Linked DNA regions of Sus scrofa: region 1 is linked to region 2. Evidence: chromatin contacts called from public Hi-C data. All regions are on one chromosome and are shown on one strand. The core of a region is the stretch at or near the end of the contact, and the rest is flanking DNA. Distances in the headings are between cores, read along the strand shown. Region 1 holds the start of EBNA1BP2 (probable rRNA-processing protein EBP2). Region 2 holds the start of DPH2 (2-(3-amino-3-carboxypropyl)histidine synthase subunit 2).

The links. Hi-C and Micro-C count contacts between places; a contact is called where the count stands out from the background.
Region 1: a Hi-C map of liver shows a contact between it and region 2, with 4 times the contacts expected there. The contact joins the promoter of EBNA1BP2 here to the promoter of DPH2 in region 2. A contact is called at or near these places in 1 of 5 promoter capture datasets (liver) and 1 of 47 Hi-C or Micro-C datasets (liver).

The regions. Positions count from the first base shown.
Region 1 is chr6:168,047,186-168,051,254 of Sscrofa11.1, reverse strand. It overlaps EBNA1BP2 (probable rRNA-processing protein EBP2), which reads right to left and starts at 1,769. Exons shown (of 9, transcript XM_003128081.4): 1 at 1,303-1,769; 2 at 1,137-1,220; 3 at 765-934. The coding sequence starts at 1,368.
Region 2 is chr6:167,326,167-167,330,059 of Sscrofa11.1, reverse strand. It overlaps DPH2 (2-(3-amino-3-carboxypropyl)histidine synthase subunit 2), which reads left to right and starts at 2,300. Exons shown (of 6, transcript XM_021096833.1): 1 at 2,300-3,893. It overlaps IPO13 (importin-13), which reads left to right. Exons shown (of 19, transcript XR_298727.3): 15 at 1,277-1,343; 16 at 1,431-1,489; 17 at 1,643-1,732; 18 at 2,025-2,206; 19 at 2,300-2,473.

The DNA of each region.
Region 1 (4,069 bases), core at 520-3,019, 720 kb before region 2:
CCTCCCCACTGTCTCTCATGAGTCACCTAAGGTCAGAGAGCCTCTCAACACCTGAGCTGCACCAGCAAGAACACACATGCAAACAGAAACAGCAATAAAACCTCACTAACTTTTTAGGAGAAATTTAGATGTACACTCTTTTTAAAGGGGGTGGGGATGAAGACTGTTACATTTGGATGGATGGGCAATGGGATCCTGCCATGTAGCACAGGGAACTATATCCAATCCCTTGTGATGGATCAGGATGGAGGATAACATGAGAAACAGAATTTCTATGCATGTCTAACAGGGTCACCTTGCTGTACAGAAGAAATTGGCAGAACATTGTAAATCAACTATATTATAAACAAATGCACAAATAAATAAAGGGGGTGGGGAGGACTGCTAAAAAGAAATTAGCCGTTTGAGAACGACCACTTTAGAAGAACCCATCAATTTACGAATTCCAATTACATATTCTTATTAAGTCACTAAAAAAAGCCCACAGGGACCGCCCATAAGGAAATTCTTATTCTAAAATCAATTGCACACACACAAAAAACTTTAAAACTGAATATCTGAACACACTGGACTTTAAGCTGTGACTGCTGGACCAAGGGGCTCTTCTCTCAACCAGGGAGACTCTCCTAGCTCTTTGGTCCAAAGAAGCCCTCCTCCCGGCTCCCAGGGTTAGGAAATCCCTACTGGCTCACGGCCTCCCCCCTCCTCACTCTCCAGCACGTTCTCGGGGACCCACAACCTCTGCCACTTGAAAACAGACGTACAAGCTCATCTCACGCTGGAAGTCGTCTTCTGGATCAACAGCTTTCGGATCCTTGCTCTGGGAGGCTGACTGAGGGGCAGTGACTTCCGGCACCGGACCCAGGGTCACGTCGAGCCTTTCAACCCACTCCAGATCCCGCTTAAATTCGCCCAGACACTGCTTCAGGCCATTCTAGGAAATCCAGACACGAAGCTCACAGGGAGGAAACAGGCCAACAAACCAAGCGTTAGCCCTCGAGACCCCGACAGGTCGTGGACCCCCCTGGCAATGCGCAGGCTGCGTCTTCTCTGGGACTAGAACGCAGTCTCCCGGGCACAACCGTGCCTCGTGCGCACCCCACGCCCAGCCCCTCCCGCCCGGCGCCCGAGCTCACCACGTCGTTCACGGCCTTCTTCGGCCCCTCTAACACCACGTTGAGGCCTGGCTTCAAGAGGCCCCGGGAAAACGCGTCCTGCAACTACAGGCACGACCGGCAGTCAGTACCGGAGAACCAGGACCCCTCTCCCGTGCGCAGCCCAGCAAGCTCGGCGGACACCTACCTCTCGGTCGGTGACCAGAGAGTCATCAGAATCGGAATCCGAACCTGAGAGCGGGGGAGTATCCATCTCGCAAAGCGCACGTCCACACCCGCCGGAGGAGGCAGCGGAGCCCTAGGTCTCCGCGGCTACAAAAGGGTGCCCCTCGCCGCCGCCGCCGCCTCCGGCTGTCCGGCCGCTGCCCGCCCACCGCAGCTCCACGTGTATCCGAACACCACCAGGGCCCTCAACTCCCCGCCGCCACTCAACCCTCTGAGCGGGACTTCCGCTTCCAGCCGAAGACACACTTCCGGTTTGCCGTCGCTATAGGAACCGCTCCGGCGTCGGAAAGTGCGGGGCTGCTTAGGATCCCTGGGTAGTACCCTGCATCCACGAGCGGTCTGGTGATCCGCAGAGCAGAAGCGACAGGTGGGACGGGGCTCTGGGGATCGTCCGGAACAGGGAGCCGCGAAGGCAAAGGAAAGAGGAGAAGCAGGAGCCGGGTCGAGGGCGCGGAAGGAGGCTGCTGAAGGGAGGTGGGCGGAGAAGGCCCTGGGGGCGGGGTCTGGCTCAGGGGCGGGGTCAGGGGCGGGGTCAGAGGCGCGTCGCGGGGGCGGGGGGCGGGGGGGCGGGGGGGGCTCGGTGGGGGGTGACGCGTGTCTCCGAGCTCCCCACCTGCGCTTCATCTTCAGCAGAACTCTTTACCCGGGACCATGTCCACCGTGGTAGCTCAGTCGCTGCATGTTTTTGGTTTTCGATCCCACGTGGCCAACAATGTCTTCTTCTTCGATGAACAGATCATCATATTTCCTTCAGGAAATCATTGTGTGAAATACAATGTGGATCAAAAGTGGCAAAAATTCATTCCAGGTAAAACACTTTCCAGTCTGACATACGTAACCATGTGTGCCAAATATAATCCCATAATCCCATCCCGACGATTGAGAAGGAAACCTCTTTGACCAACTTGGGATATACCTGTGGTTTTATAAATGTGAAAGAAATATGGGTCTACGTGCCTTATTTGATGTATAGATTAATGAGTCGCACATACACAGCTAAGATTACATGTAAAATCATGTTAATATTAATGCACTTTTTAAACTGTGATTTAATGAAAGAAATATTTGGAAGAGTTTCATGCATCTTCAATATCGCTGTCTTTGAGTTTTACAACAGTTTTCCAGAGTACACCACTTTCATTACAGCACCTTTTGAGTCTATGTGTGATGACGACCCTGGAGGTTTTATCCCAAATCACAAATAACCATCCCTGGTGTGTTCACAGTGGTCCTGCTATTGATTTCCGTGGTTTCCACCATTTAACCACCTGCTCTTTTTCCGACTCCTTTTTTGCATGCAGCAGGTCTTATTGTGACAAATGCGTACAAAAGACTTTTGCGTACAAAAGATCTTTGAGCCTGCCCGTAGGATAGGAAACAGAACATTACCAGTTCCAGCGTTTCTCCCTGATTGCATTCTTCCCACGTGCATGCCCACTCTCACCCCACCCTGGACTTTGCTATTATTCCCTTATTCCTCTGTGTAGTTTTACACGCCTATCTGTGTGGCTTTAGGTAAGATGCCGCTTTTTTTAGTCTGTGCTGTTTGCCAACTTTATTTACATGTAATCATAGTGTATGTATTCTGTGACTCGCTTCTTTTGCTCAACAGTATGCTTTTGAAATTCATGCATCTCGATACATATTAACTGCGTTTATATTATTACTGTACAGCATTCTGTCATATGACTCTAGTATCTCAAACGTATTTATCCATCCTAGTGTCGATGGCCATTTCAGAACCAGCATTTGTCACTGTTACTAACCACGCTGCTACAAACATTCTTGCCTTCATGTGTACGCATCTCCTTGTGCAAAGATGCTCCAGGACATGCACCAGGGCTGAAATTACTGGCTCACGTGGTAGCACCAATCCACACTCCACCAAAAGGCCGTGGCAGGAGGAGGCCATGCCTCCGCCAGGGCCTCACCACCCTTTGCTGTTATTTTACTTCCTAAGTTTTTGCTTGCCTAGTGCTTGAGAAGGGGTATCTTACTGTGGTTTTAACGTGTATTTATCTCATACTAATGAGGATGAATATTTTCACACAGGTAAGGGGCTACTCCTATTTACTTTTCTAGGAAATGTCTTATCTTTTTTTTTTTAATTATTTTCCACGTTTCAGGGGTGGTAATATTTCTAGTGATTTATGGACACACTTTATATATTCTGTATACTAATCCTTTGCTAGATATGTATATTCCAAATAATTTCTCCCAGTTTAGGGCTTATGTTTTCTTCCTCCTTATGATATCTTGATGGACAGAAATTCTTGGCCTTAATGAAGTCAATTTTTTTTTTTTTTTGCTTTTTTTAGGGCCGCACACATGGCACATGGAGGTTCCCAGACCAGGGGTCGATTTGGACTTGTAGCTGCCAGCCTACACCACAGCCACAGCAGCCCCAGATCCAAGCCTCGTCGGCAACCCACACCACAGCTCACAGCAATGCTGGATCCTTAAACCACTGAGCAAGGCTGGGGATCAAACCTACATCCTCATGGATGCTAGTCAGATTTGTTAACCACTGAGCCATGACGGGAGCTCCTTAATGAAGTCAAATTTATCAATCTTTTCCTCTTCATGTCTTGTTAAGGAATTATCCCTTACCCCAAACTATTAATATATGTCCTATATTATCTCTTTGATGCTTTACACTTTTGCCTTTTGCCTTCTAGGCTCTGGGTTAGGCGGGTAGTAAGTCTATGAGGGGGATAGCAAGGAGATCA
Region 2 (3,893 bases), core at 1,051-3,550:
CTGATGTTTCTTTGCCTACTCACTCCACAAATGCTTTTTGAGTGTGAAGCACATGCTGGATAGTCTGCTGGGTGCTGAGAATGGTGAGCAGAAGCGGGCACAGCCCTTACTCTCCTGGAACGAACCCACCGTCCAGTGGGAGAGGAGGAGAGGAGTGGGAACGGGCAGTGTGTCCTGGGTCCGGGTGGACGTGTGTGTGTGTGTGGGTATCCGTGAGGGTGCCGTCTCTGGGAGAAGGCATCTGCGTGTGTATCTGTGAGTGTGTATGGGGAGAGTGCAGCTGCTGGAGACCTGAGGAGGTTGAGGGTACAGGTGTGTGGACGTGGTTTGGGGACACGTGGTTGGGGGAGCTGGGTTGTGAATACATAGCGAGCGTGTGTTGCACATCTGGGAGAGTGGTGCGTACAAGGGATGTGGCAGAGGTGTGTGGAAGAGGGTAAGTAGGGTGTGTGAAGTGAGGGTGCATGGGGGGCTGTGTGCACACGCGTGAACCCGGGGGAGTGAACATGCAGGGGTGTGAGGGCTGGCGGGTTAGGGGTCCGTGTGGCGTGCGTTGGGGGCTGCTGGAGAACAGCAGTGCTTGAGGACTGTGGGAGCTGTGCAGAGCATCTCCTGTGGCCTGAGGATGTGCCAGTCCTGGTACCACTTGGGGTGGGCTCTCTGCCCCTGTACTCCATCCACTCCCCGCAGCCTGGCAGCCCTGGCTTCCGGGCTGGGTCCAGTGGAGAAGGGCCTGGGCACAGGGCCTCTTGAGGAAAAGGGGCGGCCTGGCCTCCAGAGTCCTGCCCTGCTTTTCCTCTTCCTGAGCTGAAGGGTGTCTCAGGAATGCAGGTGGGACACAGGAGTGGGGCTGTTGGTCCAGCTGCCACCTCTTCTTCCTGCTGCCCTGTTAACAAACCCATGGGGGCCTCCACTGCCCTTGTGAATCAAAGCAAAGCTACTGCTGGCAACCTGGAGCCTGCAGGAGGTCTGGCTCTGATAGTGGGGGTGGGGTGGGGAGGTGTTTGCTCAGGGGTGACTCGGGACCCAGACTTTCTGCATCGTGACCCCAACCTCCCATTCGCCTGTGCACTCATGTACACATACACGTGCGTAGCATCCCTCGGCCACTCCCCTCCGGACCTGCTGAACTCTGGTCCCCCAGAGACGGCCGGGTGGCTGGTTTTGGCAGCCTCTCCTCGTGGTGTGTAAAGTTGGGGCCTGGGTGGCAGGTGAGTGGGGGGGAATGGTCCTTGGAGCTGGCCGGGGCTGGGCTTACCAGCTCCACATCCTGCAGGCTCTGAAGCGGAAGCCCGACTTGTTCCTGTGTGAACGCCTGGATGTCAAAGCTGTGTTCCAGTGTGGTAAGTGGGGCCAGGGGCCAGGGGGGCCTGGGGCCCCCTTGGGAGGACGCTCGGGCCCCATCTCATGTGTCTCTGCCTCTCTCGCAGCTGTGCTGGCCCTCAAGTTCCCCGAAGCACCTACTGTCAAGGCCTCCTGTGGCTTCTTTGTGAGTCCCACGCCAACCCTTAACCCCCCGCCACCCCTATACCCAGCCTGCCCTGCCCAGGACTCCAGAAGGTCAGGGTGTGGTGTGCTGGTGTCGTCTCCAGGGAGACAGGGGGAAAGAGCGGGGGCTGACGGGCCTCTCCACCCTCTGTAGACAGAGCTGCTGCCTCGCTGCGGGGAGGTAGAACCTGTGGGGAAGGTGGTACAGGAGGACGGCCGCATGCTGCTCATAGCAGTGCTGGAGGTGAGAGGGAGCAAGCGGGGCACGGAGCGGGGTGGGGCGGCCTTCACTGCGGAGGCAGCTGCCCTCCTGGGGAGCTTGAGCCTCTGGCTCCCTAAACTCTCCGGTCCTGTTGGTTCATCAAGCAAATGGCTGAGAGCTGTTAGGCTGCTGTGAGGATCAGCGGGCTCTTAAAAAGCACGCACTGTTAGGTGCATTGGGCTGAGAACCTGTCAGGGGAGTGGGTGCCTGTGGCTGGGCATCCTTCCTGCAGAAAGGCCAAGGCCCTGGTGTGCTGAGAGCCCATCTCCCTCAGGCCATCGGGGGCCAGGCCTCCCGAAGCCTCATGGACTGCTTTGCCGACATCCTATTTGCTCTGAACAAACACTGCTTCAGCCTCCTGAGTGTGTGGATCAAGGAGGCACTTCAGTCACCTGGCTTTCCCTCTGCCCGCCTCAGCCCTGAACAGAAGGACACCTTCAGCCAACAGATTCTTCGGTGAGCAGAGCTGGCAGGGCCTGGGCTTGAGCCGGCGGGGGGCAGAGGAGGCCAGGGTGGATGTGCTAACTTGCTCTCCCTTTGCTCCTTCAGCGAGCGGGTAAACAAGAGGCGAGTGAAGGAGATGGTGAAGGAATTCACACTTCTGTGCCGGGGGCTGCATGGCACAGATTACACAGCTGACTACTGAGGGGCGCCCCCGTCCCGCCCACACTTCCTCCTTTACCGCTCCCAGCCCCCAAAGAGTAAACCTGAGTCCTCACTGCACTGCTGTCTCCGCTTCCTTTCCACTGCCACTACCCCCTAATGGGGTGACCTTGGAAGACCTGGGGGAAGGATGGGGGGATGCTGGAACCCAGGCCTTGGTAGGGAGTGCTGGGGCCAACCTGTAGCTCCTAGGGTGGAAGGGGCACTGCTCTAGTCAAGCTGCCTAGGCGGGAACCATTCCGAGAACTGCCCTGCCCTTCCGGCAGGTGGGGACTGCAGTGGTGTCCAGTTAAGTTCGTCCCATTATTCACGCATGCACACATTGATGTAATCAACAATGCTGAGTACCAAGCCTCTCATTCTGTCTCAACAAAGGCGACCTAGTCTCAAGCTGAGCTGGGGGAATGGGACCCGTGAGGAGGGCTGCATGGAGCAAGTTTCATTTCTGAAGGGAATAGGTGTTTCCTAGGTGGAGGACTTGGGGCTTTGGGCTGGAAGTGAGATGGGGCAGGTCCACTTGGGAGGGAAGAAATGCGGAGTAGCTTTGAATTCCAGGCTGGGTTTCTTGTGCGGGGTTAGGGAAACACCCAAACTTGCCCTTGGTTGAGGAGGAACAGAGAAAGTGGGACTGAGCCTGTGGGGGAGGATGCACGGCAGCCCCCAGAGGAAGAGGAAGGCAGGCCTTAAGCGTTGTCTGCAAAGCGGTAGCTCCCCACCCCTGATACCTGACCAGTACATGATGGGCAGGGCCTGGTCAGGACCAAGGACAGCTCCTGTCCAGCTGCTGCCCTGCTCCCTTAGCAGGGCTCCCTCCCTTTGTGCCCGCAGCCATAGTTCCTTGCTGGCTGCCTCTCAGCTCAGGCACCGAGCCTTCTCTTAAGTTCGATCTCAAGAGCAGGACTGGTTCTCCTCACTCCCAGCCTTGAGCCATGAGCCTCCTTGCAGGTGATGGGAGAACTGGTTATTCCCACATTTGTCTCCCTTTCCTGTTCTTTTCCCAACTTCTGCACCCATGCTCTGTCCCCCGTTCTGCATCCTCATTCAGTCTCTTCCCTCACCAGCCAGCATCAGCCCCTCTTTCATGTCATCCTGAGGTCCGTCTTTCCCGTTTACCCCTCCTCAGACCCATCTTACCTTACTCTTGATTTTTCACTTCTCCTGAGGTATGTGGAGATGTTTCACATACTCTCTGTCCTTTTCTCCCATGACGTAGCACCCAGGTGTCTTCCTCCGCCCTGCGGGGAACAAGTGTAGCATCTATAACTTGGAAGGATGAGGGGTCTGAAGAACAGCTTCTAAAATCAGACCTGGGCTTGGTATCAGTGATGCCGCTGACTGCTGTGTCTTGTTAGACTGGCAGTTAGCGTCTTTGAACCTCAGTTTCCTCATCTGTAAATGGGACAGCTCTTACTCCAAAGACCGGAAACTCTCAGTATGTAGCAGTTGGTGAACCAGGGTTTGGCTGGTTGACAGACTGCTG